Linked DNA regions of Arachis hypogaea: region 2 is linked to region 1. A link is a contact called in public Hi-C data. All regions are on one chromosome and are shown on one strand. Each heading gives the region's core, a stretch centred on a gene start, on an enhancer-like site or on the middle of the called end of the contact. The rest is flanking DNA. Distances are from core to core; before and after follow the strand shown. Region 1 holds the start of LOC112715962 (deSI-like protein At4g17486). Region 2 has its middle 27 kb from the start of LOC112715963.

Region 1 (4,617 bases), core at 1,120-3,619:
GAATTATAATTTGACGGCCTAAAAGATTACAGTGATAGAATCTGCTTGGCTAAGATTTTCTCCGTGCTGTAGAGTGATTTAAGAATAATATCAATAGGACGGATTTGGATCCTTAAAGTTTGAATTTCACTTTGGAAATTTAAGTACAATCTCTCACCATTTATTTCATAGGTGGGATTAAGAATAAATATGAAAGAGAAACTATTTAAGGGTAGAAGATCACACTTTACTCTCTAAAATGAAATTCAAACTTTAGAAGACCCAAATCCCAATAGGACAAACCTATGTAGAGATAAAGGAACTCTTCATTCACTGAACTGAAGAAAGCAAGCATTTAAAAAATAACAGTGACAAAACAAAGCAACCATTACATAGTAGCTATAGCCACTATGGCAGAACAGAAAGATGGAGAGCAAGATGAACAATTTTCCTACCCTGTTCAAACCTAGGTTGCTCACATTTCACATAGTTCCTTAAAGCCCTACATATTCCAGAGACTTAAGAATTGAGTGCTGCAATAGATTTACTTTACTGTTAAGATTGAACCTGAAGGAGCACTAATCAAAGATGAAGATGGCGGAAGGCAATGCCTTTGGCCACTACTTTTAATCACCGAACCTCACGGCATAGAGACTTTGAATTGAGTGCTGCAATCGATTTACTTTACTGTTAAGGTTGAACCCGAAGGAGCACTAATCAGGGACGAAGATGGTGGAAGGCAATGTCTTTGGCTACTACTTTTAATCGCCGAACCTCGTGGCACTGATGGAGGATTGGAGGAACCCTCGTACCTGCTTGATTGACTCCTCATCTTCTTCTTCTCTCCTTCCTGAACCTTTTCTGATGTAACTTGTCGAACCTTGGTGTCGTTAAGCCCCGGAGGAAGAACACAGTTGCAGAGAAGACCTTCAATTTAAAAATCATAACATGATCGTAAATGCTAAATCCTTTCAACAAGCCCTCTTAGATCAAAATCTCACTCACATGTATTCAGGATTTCTAGATTAATTTTTGGAGATAGGGCATAAAAACATGAATCACACAAGAAGTGCATATCAGAACATAGTATTTATGAGAATTAATCAATTAACAAATGAGTTGATTCAAGTAAGAGCTACGAGAAAGAAAAGGTTAATCTGAAGGGTAAACTACCCTTTTGACATGTGAAGATTAAAAAGACCCTAACTTTTAGGGACTGGATAATGGTATTGTCATAAAACCATTTTCCTTATGAATAATTATATCTCTAATACAATCCTTTGCGCAAAAACTTCTTTTGGATTTTGCGTGAATATTTTACATAAGCTTTCATTGGCCTTATGCTAAAATTCATTCTATTGGATAAACAAAAATGGAACTTTAGACCTTTAGGTCATGCAAACTTTGACACCATGAATGCACTCCCCCGAAGCAGATGGGAAAAAACACATTTAGCTATATCTCTGAAATCCAGAATGAGAAACATAGGATTTGAATTATCATGAGTCGAGCAGAAAATGAAATGCAAGAAGCATTGTGTGTTGGTTACCGAGTCTAGCAAGTCGATTAACCCATCTAGGGATAGATTTTCCGGTTAACCTGAGGCAAACATCGTTGCAAAAGTGGTTGCAATTCTTGGAGATGAGGTGGTAGGTGTTGCCAGAGTAGTGGTGAGCAAGCTTCTCCATGAAAGCCCTAACATCTTTGGGGCCCAGATCCGTTGTTCCTATGAATATCGATTTCCTGAAAGTGAAGCCAGGGCAGTGCCGTGGCTGAACCTCGAAGATCCCCGTCGTATCGTGCTCGTGCGCACCGAAACCATATTCGATTCCATGAACTGCTCGCAGAAAAAACAGAATTAGGAAACAGAAATTGAAGAAAGAAGAAAGCCAAAGGTAGGGTTAGTTAGGAGATTGCCTTGAACACCAGAGTGATAGACACCGAGGCCAAGCCAATATGCATAGCCGTTAATGGGAGTCAGATCGTACACGTTCAGATAAACCGGCACTGTGCCCGGTTTCTTCTTCCCCGGCACCGTCACCAGTTTCCGCAGCATAATTTCTCTTCTTCTTCTTCTTCTTCTTCTTCTTCTTCGGAGGGAAAATTCCAGAATAACTTGCTTTGTTTCTTCACCCAGCTTTCGCTTTTTTCATTTATTATTACTATTATTATATCGTCTCTGCTCTCCACAGCCAACTGGGTACCACACTATTATTCATCACACACTTATTATATCCTCTCAGTTTCTTAGGATTTGTTAGAGAAACAACTTTTGGAGGATTTTATTTCTCTCGCAAATTTATTATTCAAATGCCAAATATTTTTTAAGTTTTTTATAATTCTTTAAACTTTTTGGAAAAAAATTTATTTTTTATTTATCTAAATTCTTATATTTTTATTTACTTTTTTATTATTTATATAAAATATATGCTAAAATATTTAATAACCGATTTAATAACTAACTTTTTATATGTACTATTATTTTTGTTATTTATATCTATTCATATTCATTTCAATAAATTCTTTTAAATTAAAACAAAACATATAAAAATCATTTCATTTTTCTTTATTGTTTACTTTAAACCAATCATGTTACATGAATTAAAAAAGTTTTCATCCACCAACCAATTATTGTATGGAGGTGTATTTAGTATGCATAAAAGATATTGATTAATTTTATATCAAATTTAATTATTTTAATAATTAATTAAAGAATCTCTCTCTCTCTTTCTCATATATATATATAAATTTTGATGTATTGACAGTGTAAAATATTTTACACAGTTATGCAAGTAATTATTTACGCAATCAATGTAAAAAGTAATTATTTTTGCTGGTATAACGTAATTGAATGCACGTGTAAAATTATTTTACAGTGACAATGCATCAAAATTAAATTATATATATATATATATATATATATATATATATATATATATACACTAGCAAGACACTCACGTTATGCGTAGATAATACAAATGTAGTATATGATAAGATGAAGTGAATACGTATTTGGTTTTTTATTTGGTGTTGAAAATCGAAGAGCACCATTATGATTTAGAAAACTATATGTAAATTCTAAAGTACTAAGAACCGATTTATATAAAGAAAAAAATGATAGATGAAGAAGTTGATATTATTCTGTTATCCCTTAGTAATGTTTTGATGATATGAATAATAGAAAAAAATAGATGGCATATATTCTGATGATTGTGATTGAGTAAGATTACCTAAGTGAACAATATGAGTCTTAATCCCTTAATGATAAGATATCTAATATCTCATGTGACAAGATTTCAAGTATTTAAAATTGAAGATTTTGATGTTCTCGCTCGATCGGTAAGATTGAGCTAAATATAAGAAAATTACACATTATGATATAAATTGCAATAAGAAAATAATTTTGATGAAATATAGCATTGTGATTGGCAATGAAGTCACAACAATGTGATCTAAGGAATAAATTGCTTTTTATGAGCAAAAATTCATATATATATAAATCATGAAAGTTTTAAACAATACCTGATGTTAAATGCATTGTCATATATTTCTAAAGACTTCAGAGTAGACAACATTCTCAACCTTGTCTGTGTTTTCATCATGAGTAATTAGAATTTTCAACCCTTTTTTATTTGTCACTCTTGAGATGGCAACATAAAGTTGCCTGTGTATGAAAATAGGTTTTTTGAGTAGCAAACTCACGTGGTCCAAGGATTGTCCTTGACTTTTGTTTATTGTCATTGCGTAAGAAAGCATCACAGAAAATTGTCTCCTTTAGAATCTAAATGGTAACCTGACATCTGACGGTGTGAGCGTTATTCTTGGAATGACGACCTTATCGACATAATTTTTGGAATTTAACAATTTTACCTCGATGACTTTTTCTCCAAGTATTGTAATTATCAACCACGTACCATTGCAAAACCCTGGTGAGTGATCAATGTTTCTAATATGCATAACAGGACAACCAACCTTTAGCTTCATTTCATGATTTGGAACCCCTAAGAACCTAATTATTGCTAAAAACTCCGGTGTGTGGATGGCTTCAATTGCATTGACACCTCCCTCGGAAACACATGTATTGGAACCAACATACGTCTTGCATTCATTGTTGTTCAATGCAGTCAGGTAATCATTCACCTCATCTATGACATTAATTGTAGGAGCTAAAATTGCTTGACCTTTTAAGTGGCTTTCATTAGCCATGTTACCAATTTAATCAGGATATATTGCTTCAATAATTCCTTGAATATAATCATTATAATCAGTGATATGGAATTCAGGCAATATTTTTGTCATATTACATCTATCAGAGGTTCCTTTAGATTTTTCGTTTCTAACATGAAGAATACATTTAGGAAACTGCTTTAAATCTTCTACTTGACTATCTGTAGTCATAGATTGCAATCGCATGTTTACGGTGAGCCTTAATATTTCATAATGTTGCCATAGGTATGAGGAGTTTAAAGACGCATTTACGATGTCTTGTGTTGTTCCTTTTGGGATCATTGGCAAGATTTGCCTAAAATTCCTACTGAAGACAATTGTTTTACCTCCGAATGGCAATCGTAGGTTCTTATCATCATTGGACCTCATCAAATCTCTCATTGTCTTATCCAATGCTTTGAAGCAAAATTT
Region 2 (4,617 bases), core at 816-3,315, 76 kb after region 1:
TTCATTATGTGTTTTCTAACCCATGAAAGAATATATAACTTAACTAGTAAAATTTTTATGTCACTAATTTCGTTAAGGGATAAGTATTATTTTGGTCCCTAACGTTGAGGGTTAGAATCGAAACCGTCCCCAACATAATTTTTGATTTAGAATCGTCCTTAACATTTTTTTTCGTATTAAAATCGTCTTTTTTATTTTTTACGGACAAAAATACCCTCCACCACCACCACCACCTTTACCACCACCACCACCTCCCTTATTCCACCACCACCACCTCCCTTACTCCCATCAAATACTAATAATCAAATTTAGAAATAACAATATCAATCAACACACAATAACAATAAAATAAAAAAATAACAAATCAAAATCAGAATTAAAAAGCAAAAACAGAAACAGAAGCAGAATCGGAAAGCAAGAAAGCAAGAAACAGAAGCAAGAAAGCAAGAAGTAGAAGCAAGAAGGAAAATCAAGAAAGCAAGAAAGCAGAAGCAAAATCAGAAAAGCAAGAAAGCAAAAGTAAGATGCAGAAGCAGAAAACAAAAAGTAGAAGCAAGATGCAAAAGTAGAAAGCAACAAGCAGATCAAAAAGCAAAATCAGGAAAGCAAAGAAGCAGAAACAAGATACAGAAGCAGAAAGCAAGAAGCAGAAGCAAGATGAGGCGGCGAGGCGACGAGGCGGCGAGGCGGTGAGGTCAGCAGCAGCAGGAGCTCGCGTCTCCTCTCTCCCTCGCGATTCCCAACGGCGACGGCCACGATGACGGCGATTGCGGCTCCAAGCTTCGCCGCAGCCGTCCCCCTCCTCCCCTTTCCCTTCCCCCTTCCCCCTTTCCCTCCCCTCCCCCTTCATATACCCTTTTCCTTCCTCCGACCCCCCAAATGCGTTTTCTTTTATTTTTTTAAACTTTTATAATTTTTTTATTAAAGTAGGGGTAGTTTAGGAATAAAATAAAAAATTTTAGTAAAAAGAATGATTTTAATACAAAAAAACGTTAAGGATAATTCTAAATAAAAAAATTACATTGGGAACGGTTTTGATTCTGACTCTCAACGTTAGAGATCAAAACAATACTTATCTCTTTCGTTAACTATTAGTGTCAAATTTAATGGTAGAACCACGTTAAACCTGTTTAAAACTTTTTAGAATAAAAATAAAACGTTTGAAACGTTACAGACCAAATTAAAATTTAGTCCAAACGTGAAGGACCAAAATATTACTTCATCCTAAAAAATATCTTTTTTTATCATCAATTTTATTCTTAGTTGAGATTATTGTTATGAGTTTTTTATAAATAATATATACTATTATTTATTAATACAAATATTATTTTAAATAGTTTATATAATTTAAAAAATATTAAAAATATTTTAAAAGATTAATTTATATTCTAATATTAATAAAATATTAAAATATTATTATAATTTATAAATTTATCCAAAAAGCTTTATTATATATATATATATATATGCCATATGCCATGCTTTTGTATGTCATAAAAAAAAATTAAAGTATACAATTATCTGGTACATCACTATATGAGTGTCTATTAATTATTATTCATAAATTTGAACAAATAAAAATAAGTACTCTTATCGTTATATAACATGACCTTTGGATCCCCTCAGCGACCACTAGTTCCCATCTTCATGGGCCACGGGTGTTGCTGATGCTGTGATGCATAAGTTGTGCTCAATTGTCTGCCATCACTTTTAAATCCTAATGCTAACAAGCTTCTGAAGCACAACTGAGACAAACGTAGCTTTGTAGCAACCATAGTATTCTAATTTTTAATGTCATATAAATTATTAAACATTATTTATTGTGATGTAGTTTATTTGTAATGTGATTTTTTTCCCTCCTCCTTCTTTGAACCAGTGTTAATAATTGACGAGTTTTACAACAGTGAGCAAGAATAATAGCATAAGCATAAGGAATGGTTCATATTTATGGATGGGGACATGCACCTTGTAGTTTGGTCATGTATGGTGTAGAACAGTACCCAGCTGAATAGGTTTTGGTTCTTTATGTGATTTGTCACGGGCAAACAAAATCACATGTATGGTGTATTCAGCTTTAGTACTTTTCTCAATTGCTTGCTCAAGCCCACCCAAATATCCCTGTCAATTAACAACTCTCTCTATTAGGCAATGTTCTAAAAACCAAACCGATCCAGTAAAATTAGAGATTTAAGGATTCAAAAATTCAATCGGTGTTTAATCGGAATTAAATTGAATATAATATATAATTTTGAGAAAATGATAAATCAATTTCTGATTTTTTTGTTAGACATTTAAATTTTTGCGGATTTAAAAAGTGTCTGACCTCTTCAAAATCTCAACACATTGATTTCTGAGTCTAATTTGTCTCATTTTAAAAATCCTTTTACATTTGCATTCGTATCAATCAGTTCAGTAGAACAAGAGCCACGTTTAATTTTTCTGTTAGGTTTGACAGACCCAAGCGAATATAAGGGATCTATATGTCTAGATTTTGAAAAAGTTAGAGACTTAAATGTATTTTTAAATTGTTGAGGACTTAAATGTCAGTGGATCAAAATATCAATGTTCTATTTGTCTTTTTCTCAATAATTTTTTAAGAAAATTGATTATTTTGTGATTTATTATTTTAAACCAGTTAACTGTTAATCGGTTATTCAATTTTTGAGTTGTTTTTTTTTTTAAACAATTCGTTATAAAGTATTTTTACTATAAACCAGATAGGTCAAATGATCAGTTTTTTATTAATGGGGTCGAAATAGACCAGTTCATCCTGATTCTAACCAGCACATGCTATATACTCGTATTCTCTGGAGTGCAAAAATCTATCTCACCAGCATTAAGCCCTATATATTGTCAATCAATAAGGAAAATCTCTTTTTTTCACATATACTCACGGTATTAACGTGTATTTTTTTATTATTTTTGGACATACATACTCAAGCACACTATACCCAGCTATTGCTGGAAATCGATCCTGAGTGCAACTTGATGAGAGGCTTACAAATCTTTCATCTGAGCCAAGCCTCAGCTACATTAATGTGTATTTTTTTTTTTGGTCAGTCATTAATGTGTATTTCAAATCTGACATCAATAAATTGTTTTTATTAGAGTTTATAATAAGTGTTATACAATTTTGCACTAGCTTTTTGGCAAACCCATTTTTGGGTAGGCCCATAGCCCAAAAAGTAAAAAATTGTCCCCTCTTGCCCCAAATATAAAAAAGGGGAGAGAGAGAGAGAAATTAGAAATGTATGCACAATCAATTTTGGGATTTTACGTCACTGAACTTTTGGTTGGTTAAGCAGTGAAAATTAGGTCTAATTTAGGGTGATTGCTTCAAAACCTGAGGCAAATTCTTGGGTGAGTTGCCCAAGCTAACATGTACTAACATGTATGTACTGTATTGTTCTAGATACTCTCTGTAATGATGTATGCTATTTTAAGTTTATTTACCTTTTGTTAGATTTTATAATTTTATTAAATTTTTAATCAGATATTTATCGTTTAAAATTTATGATTAAATTTTTATATCAAATAAAAATCTGTAATTAAATTTTTATTAATTGTTATTTTAAAAAATATTTAAAATATTTGTTTTTAAAATATTTTATATTTCATCTTACATCAAATACAAAAAGGAGGATTTAAAAAAAATATGTTTTCAATAAAAAAATAAAAAAATGTAATTAAAAGTTTTAGTCTAATATAAAGACTTAATTACTAATTCTTATATTATGAAAATCTAATTAAAAATACCAACAGAATAATTAATCCGCTATTTTATTACTATTCTGGTCTGCGAGTTTATCATAACTAATCACATCCTCAACTAACTCAACCTCACTTAACACAAGTAGATCATTTTTTAATTCTACAAATATTTCATAAAACCCAATTGTTAGATAATATAAATCAAGCACAACAACTTGGAACTATCTTGAAGTTATAGTAAAAAATGAGTTTAAAAGTTTGACTACCAATAATATACTAGCCCTAGACTTTTCCTTTAGAAAATATTAAAGCAAAATTAACTACTACTTAATATTGTGATATTGCCTTAATTATTAGTAAGCAAGCTAGAACATGCAATTTGAAGCAAATTCTACAAGTTTTATTGTGCCACCAATATATACAACTAAGTATTAGTTAAAAAAATATTATTTTATTGAAAAATTTTGTCTATATAAAGACATATATATTTTATGTAATGATCATCTTTCTGTAAATCAAAATGCTTAGTATTTATTTTAAAAATTTTCTTTTATATTCTTATGATGGTTAGTGAATTTGAGTGATAAAATATATAATAATACCATTTATTAAAGTTAGTAATCTGACGACCAATTAATTGTGGGTATTCTATTTACACTTATTCAGATTCACCATCGTGGATTCACAACCCTAACCACTTCGAGAGTGGAAGCTGTTGCAGCTCTTGATTGGCATCAATGGTCTTGGATTCATAAATCACAACCTGAACCTATTCAGCAAAAAATGTTCCTCAAATCGTGTTGTGTATTGTTCTACAGTTCCCCCGACAACGTGTGCAAGAGTGGAAGCTATACAAATCTTGCTTGCCATAATAAGACACTTGTGGGTGACAATTAACGTTGACTT

The links. Hi-C and Micro-C count contacts between places; a contact is called where the count stands out from the background.
Region 2: a contact with region 1 is called in a Hi-C map of an unstated tissue, with 10 times the contacts expected there. The contact joins the enhancer-like site here to the promoter of LOC112715962 in region 1. A contact is called at or near these places in 4 of 8 Hi-C or Micro-C datasets (leaf and an unstated tissue).

The regions. Positions count from the first base shown.
Region 1 is chr10:93,490,644-93,495,260 of arahy.Tifrunner.gnm2.J5K5, forward strand. It overlaps LOC112715962 (deSI-like protein At4g17486), which reads right to left and starts at 2,370. Exons shown (of 3, transcript XM_025767804.3): 1 at 1,897-2,370; 2 at 1,529-1,816; 3 at 288-906. The coding sequence starts at 2,035. The coding sequence ends at 659. It overlaps LOC140175706, which reads right to left and starts at 4,185. Exons shown (of 1, transcript XM_072204244.1): 1 at 3,754-4,185. The coding sequence starts at 4,185. The coding sequence ends at 3,754.
Region 2 is chr10:93,566,941-93,571,557 of arahy.Tifrunner.gnm2.J5K5, forward strand. No RefSeq gene overlaps it. Among protein-coding and RNA genes, the nearest start is that of LOC112715963, 27 kb to the right of the region's middle. Within about 2 kb of position 2,066, at least 3 of the 3 cell types and tissues checked have open chromatin away from gene starts, as enhancers often do.